Regions from separate parts of the Mus musculus genome. Here region 2 is linked to region 1. The links are chromatin contacts, called in public HiChIP or PLAC-seq maps. All regions are on one chromosome and are shown on one strand. The core of a region is the stretch at or near the end of the contact, and the rest is flanking DNA. Distances in the headings are between cores, read along the strand shown.

Region 1 (2,981 bases), core at 186-2,685:
AGTATTCATAGCAACAAAATGTACTGGTCTCCTGAACCCTAGTAAAGTATAAAACTTCACTTAAGCAAGGTTAAGAGTCTCTTAAATGTCCTTAAATTCAGATGCTGTACTTAACAGCTGTCTTTTGGTTATGCAATGTATTATGCAATTATTACAAATGCACACATTTGGCAGGGTGGCAAGGTGCAGTCTTTAGCAGATAATGAGTGGGACATTTTAAATAGCATGCCTTCATTGCTCTCTAGTACCTTGCAAAAATACTGAAGAAACAATAACTAATACATTCTTACCATTTTGATTGCAACTTCCAAACCAGTGTGTATGGACTCAGCTCTGTAGACACCAGCAAATGATCCTTTACCGAGTAGATTTCCAACCTTAAAGTCCTTTTAAAAAAAAAATTAAGGATTACACGTGAGGAATCGCAGATCTAGAAAGTAAGAAAGTTGGGTAGGGGATGGGATGTGAAATGGGCCAAAGAGAAAAGGAGACATGGTTCAAGCAGCTGCCACACCTCGATGATGCAGGTGTCTGGGGTGGAAGGCATCTTGACGCTCTGAGAGATTTTCTGAGCTCCCTCCCTGATGGAGGCTAAGGACTCTAATGAGCTGGTTAGCTCGGGTCCCTCCTCTGGCCCACCAGGTTCCCGCCGCAGCTCCCGCCACGGTAACCGCCATCCCCGGGGAGGGGGCAAGCGGAGCGCGGCTTTGGAGGCGGGAGTGCGGACCCGACGCCAAGGGACCAGGACCGGGCGGGGCCCGCAGCTGGAGACACACCTGCGGGGTACAAGGCGCTCCCCTCCGGGCGGGGCTCCAGGGGGCGGGTCGCTTCGCCTGTCCCTCGGCGATCAGCCCCGCCACCGCCACCGCGCCTGCCCGCCTCATCCCCGCTTTACTAGTGTCACTGAGCACCAGTGAGCGCCTGAGCCAGACTGGGCCTCAGCCTCAGCCCGCTAACCCGTCTGGTCTCCCGTGTGTTTGTGCCGAGCCACAATGGACCTCCCCTCAGCACTGCGCTCGGTTCACCTCAGCTCACTGGGTCCCGGAATACCAGAGTCCGCCTCCATCGGACCTTCCCTCAGCTCCGCGCCCGCCGGCCTCACCTCGATCCTCTCCCCGATGCACGCCGCCATGTTCCCGAGCCGCCGGCGCCCGGGGCTCGGCCTTCTCGCAGTCCCTCCGAGGCAGCGCTCCGAGAAGCCAGCAGGTCTTGGCGCCCATCAGGACGCCTTCTCTACGCCGCCGCTGGCGACGCCGCCAACGCCACCGAAAGGTACCCCCGGTACCTCCCGAGGCCTGGGCGGCGCCCCGGAGCTCCCATTTTGAAAAATTCCCGCCGGTCTCCGAACGAGCCAGCCTGGCGGTGACGTCAGCACACTCTCCACTTCTTAGAGGCGGAGACCGACACGCATGCGCAGCAGGGGCTTTCCCTCGCTCTAGGCCGGAAGTGGGTTTTAAGTTTGACGGAAAGCGGTCAGTGTACGACTGACCGTAGCGCGGACGCTAATAATAGGTTACGTTTTGACCTGAAGGATAATAGGGCTTTGGCTTCCCGCAGAAAGTCTTTTAAATAAGTGTGTAGGTTTGGCCTAAAGAGAACTAGGGGGAAAAGTCCATTACTTTCCTTAGAACAGCCCCGAACCCGCCAGCCCACCATGTACACCGTTGTGCCATTTTCCTTTTTTACAGCTATTAATGTGTGGTGCTTTAAGATGAACTGTATAGGGAAAACACCGACTCTAAAGTAAAAAAAGCCTGGGGATGTACCTAAGTGGTAAAATGCTTTCCAAGCGTGGACATGTCCTTGGGTTCTAGTTTCTTCTTTCCCAGCAACCCGCTGCCCGGACAGATATTAAAGGTTGGACACAGCGACGCACTGGGGTTGAGTCAGTCCATTCTTGGACTCTAAGGAGTTCCAGGCTAACCTGGGCTACCAATCTTACAAATTTATTTTGAGCCATATGTGAGTGACCTAGGCTAAGTCATTTTCCTCTAAAAATGTTTTGAAGAAAGAGTAGTGGTATGGATCTTTACATTAGTTGCTAGTAAATAATCCGACAGGGGTTTGCTTTTTAGCCTAATTGTTTTGAGATTTTTTAATCAGATGCAAAAAGATCCAAAGTAGTGACTTGTTTTCTGAAGATCCTCAATAGTGTGTTCTCTCTGTGTCTGTGTTTTATCTCAACTCCTAATAGTGTTCCAATCCAGGTCTAGATTGCTATCCCCAAATGCCAGTGATTCCAGGACAAGAAGTGAGGCAAGGAAAGATTCATTTGGAAAGACAGCAAATCAGAGATGATGGCACCTGGGTGGTCAGGGGGTCTATCAACAAAGATGAGTCGTCTTAGTGGGGGCCTGTGTCTCCAAGGGCAATTTATAGTTAGGAATAAGAGGAATAGGCTAGCGGGCACTTTTAAAAGGTTCTATGCTGAGTGAGGTCCTCATTTAGGACCTTTTTGTCTTTGGCTGCAGTATCCTTGAGACAATTAAGGCCAACCTCCACACATATTTAAATGAACACGTTATCCTGCAAGCAAGGCATCACTTCACAAGTTTCATGCTTTTCAGACACTGTGCACATCTCAGGGGTAGGAGATACCGACATAGTGAGTGAGACCTAGCTGCTGTGGGAGAGAGCCATATTTGCCTATCAGTACTCAATGCTGTCAGCTAGCCTCCTGTTATCCACGTCCAGGGGCTCTGATGCCACCTTCTGGCTCCTATCGACATAGCACTCATGTACACAAACCTATACTCACATAAACTCACGTTATAAAAATAAAATCTACAAACAAAAAAGCTGATCTCATGTACAGAACTTTCTCAAAGCTGTTTGAAAACAAAGCACCGTGCCTGCCGGATGGAGCTTGTGTGAAGATACTTTATAATGAACACGTAATTTACGTACACACAGGAATGATTGCACATCAAAAACAAAAACCTGCAATTTAATGGATTCATTTGTAGTTTAAGGAATGTTTA
Region 2 (2,981 bases), core at 195-2,694, 730 kb before region 1:
TATGTAGATAAATTAGAGACCCACCCATTTCTGCATTTGACACCACACTAAGCAGATGCCATGTGTTTTTGTACCCTTTCTTTCATTTTTGGATCAAAGACAATAGGTAAAAAGGTGTAGCGGTATTTTGGGTATCCATGCCTAGCATTTAGAGATGGCCAATAATATTGTGCCTTGTACTTTCTTTGACACAGTCCCTAGTCTGTGTATGTCCTAAGACGTCTTCAAATAGAGGGGTGATTAATCGTGATTGTAATGGTTTAGACTTACGTAGGCTACCACTTTCCAGAGAACTGGGGAGGAATTGCACCTGCCCTGGCTGAGGACCAGGACTGAATAGAAAGAACTGAGTGGCATTCATTTCTCCCTGCTTCCGGCTGTGGATGCAATGTGACCAGCTGCGTGCTCTTGCTATGGCGTTTTCCCTACCATGATGCATTGTGTTTTCTCTTCTACCATAAGTCAATGGAACTTCCTTCCTTGAGCTGTTTTTGTCAGAACGACAAGAAGAGCAGTAGATAGAGAAAAGAAGAAGGCCGTGGGCAGTAAGAGGAACATCTACAGGCAAAACTACCCCTCACAGCTATTTACCAACTGACTGTTCCCATGGATGTCCTTGTTCTAGCTTTCCTACAGATAGACTCATGGTCACATGTTGTTCTGTACAGTCCAGAGAGCAATCTATGATAGCCGTGCAATTAGTTTTGAATGAGTGTGCTTATTAAGTATAGCAAGCAAAAGTATAAGAATAAATAACCGTAGATAGATAGCATCATCCAGTTGGAAGCTTGCAATCACTTAGCAGAAGCAGACTGGGGAAGCCCTGAAATTGGTGTGCTAGACTGGGCTGAGCCTCTTTTATGACGTCCCAAGCTGGGGAACTCTTGGGCATGTTTTCAGTATCAGGCATGAATTCCTTCCTGTGGAACAGTCCTCAGATCTAATCAGATGGCAGTTGATAAAACTCCTTAACTTTCCTGCTACTATTGTACCATGTACTTCTGGTGGGAACTGTCCTGATTTGAATGAGAGTATCCCTCATAGCCTCATGGATTTGAACACTTGACCCTCAGTTAGTGGTGCTGTTTTGGGAGATTTAGGAAGTATGGCCTTGTTGGGGGAAGTAGGAAACTTGAGGCATGCTTTCAGAATTTAAAGGCTCATGGAACTTCCTATTTTTTTCATGCTTCATGCTTGGGTCTCAAGCTTCTTGTTGCAGCAACCTGCATGTTGCCATAGCTCTCCACCATGAAAGTAATGAACTCTTATCCCTCTGGAACCATAAGCTCAAATAAACCCTTCCTGCTTTAAGTTGCTTTGGTCTTTTTTTTTTTTTTTATCACAGGAATAGAAAAATGTTGCAGGATTTTCCTGTCCAATCATATTAGGGCAGTGGGAGGCTTGTGATTGGACAGGAGAAGGGAGGCAGAGGGAGGAGTTAAGGAGACAGACAGAGAGAGAGAGAGATCTGAGGAGAAGAGGGAGAACCAAAATGGAGGCTGACGTGGTGTTATCAAAGGTTAGAATAATTGTGTTAAAGCTTTAGCATTATCCGACTCTGAAATTATTGTATTGTCATCTTGTAAATTGTGTTATTATTGATACATAAATCTGATTGGCTAATTAAGCAGTAAGAGTCTTGATTCTACGGGGTAATTAGGTGTTGAAATGGCTAACCAGGGGTGCGCAGGGAGTTGCATGAAAGCTAAAAGAACTCAGGGGACCCCCCCCCCCCCGCCGTCCGAGAGATGGCCTGGTGGAGCCATGTGGCCTAGCAGGGCTGGCGAGTTGGCGGGCAGAGAGACAGAGTGAGTGAGATCACCTGGCGCAGGGGCTCCAGAGAGTTGTGATTGGCAGGAGCGAGGGAGCGGGGCCTGGCCCCGCAGAGAGTTAATTCATTTTTTAATATTTCCCACAACAAAAAAGTAGCTAACGTACCAACCAAAAGCAATGGCGCTAATCTCTATCGCTTTGTGAGCCTCAGGAGCGGTCCTACTAACTCAGAATCCTACCCCTATCACTGAGATGTTCATGTAATGATCTGTGTTGTCTGCACTGGGCACCGAAGCATACTGTGTTCAGACTCCATTTTAAAAAGTTTGTGTGTGTGTGTGTGTGTGTGTGTGTGTGTGTGTGTGTGTGTGTAGATCCCAGCACCGAAGCATACTGTGTTCAGACTCCATTTTAAAAAGTTTGTGTGTGTGTGTGTGTGTGTGTGTGTGTGTGTGTGTGTGTGTGTGTGTGTAGATCCCAGCTGATGCTCTGCAGCTGTAACTGCCCAATACACATGCTGGGAAACAAACCCGGAGCCAACCCTGCAAGAGCAGCAAGTGCTCTTAACCGCTGAGCCATCCGTTGCAGCCCCCAATTTTTTTAAAATTACGTACATATTTAAAAATGTGTACATCATATTTGGTTTGGGGGGAGGAATGTTCATGTGGAGGTCAGAGGGCAACTTTGTAAAGTTAGTTCTCTCGTCACATCTTTGTATGAGCTTTAGGGATCCAACTCAGCTTATTGGATTTTCTTTCTTTTCTTTGTTTTTGTTTTTCCGAGACAGGGTTTCTCTGTGTAGCCCTGGCTGTCCTGGAACTCACTTTGTAGACCAGGCCTTGAACTCAGGCCTTGAACTCAGAAATCCGCCTGCCTCTGACTCCCGAGTGCTGGGATTAAAGGCGTGTGTCATCACGCCCGGCATATGGTACATTTTTTTAATAAGATGCCCAGACTGAGGAAATACCAAGTTGGCACTTTGGACACACCAGGAACTTCATGTAGACCTTTGCCTTTATGCCCAAATGCTTCTTGGGTGTTCTGAGGATAGCCATCAGCTCCTTGTGAAAGAGCATCAGAATGGTTTATGTTCTTGTGAGGAGATGTGCCTCGTGGCTAGTAGTTTTGAAATTCTGCTAAAACGTGCTTCAAATATGTAAATCAAAGTATAATTCTGATCAAAACAGTTTTATTTATCAAAATTCACC

The links. HiChIP or PLAC-seq counts read pairs in DNA pulled down with a chosen protein or histone mark.
Region 2: a contact with region 1 is called in an H3K27ac HiChIP or PLAC-seq map of embryonic stem cells, with 2.9 times the contacts expected there. The contact joins the promoter of 2400006E01Rik here to the promoter of Plk4 in region 1. A contact is called at or near these places in 1 of 39 promoter capture datasets (stem cell-derived epiblast-like cells), 1 of 115 datasets of contacts at active chromatin or transcription factors (embryonic stem cells) and 1 of 9 other capture datasets (embryonic stem cells).

What each region holds. Positions count from the first base shown.
Region 1 is chr3:40,798,405-40,801,385 of GRCm38.p6, reverse strand. It overlaps Plk4 (polo like kinase 4), which reads right to left and starts at 1,435. Exons shown (of 16, transcript NM_011495.2): 1 at 1,103-1,435; 2 at 291-386. The coding sequence starts at 1,132.
Region 2 is chr3:41,526,937-41,529,917 of GRCm38.p6, reverse strand. 2400006E01Rik (RIKEN cDNA 2400006E01 gene) reads left to right here and starts at 1,444. Exons shown (of 6, transcript NR_130791.1): 1 at 1,444-1,519.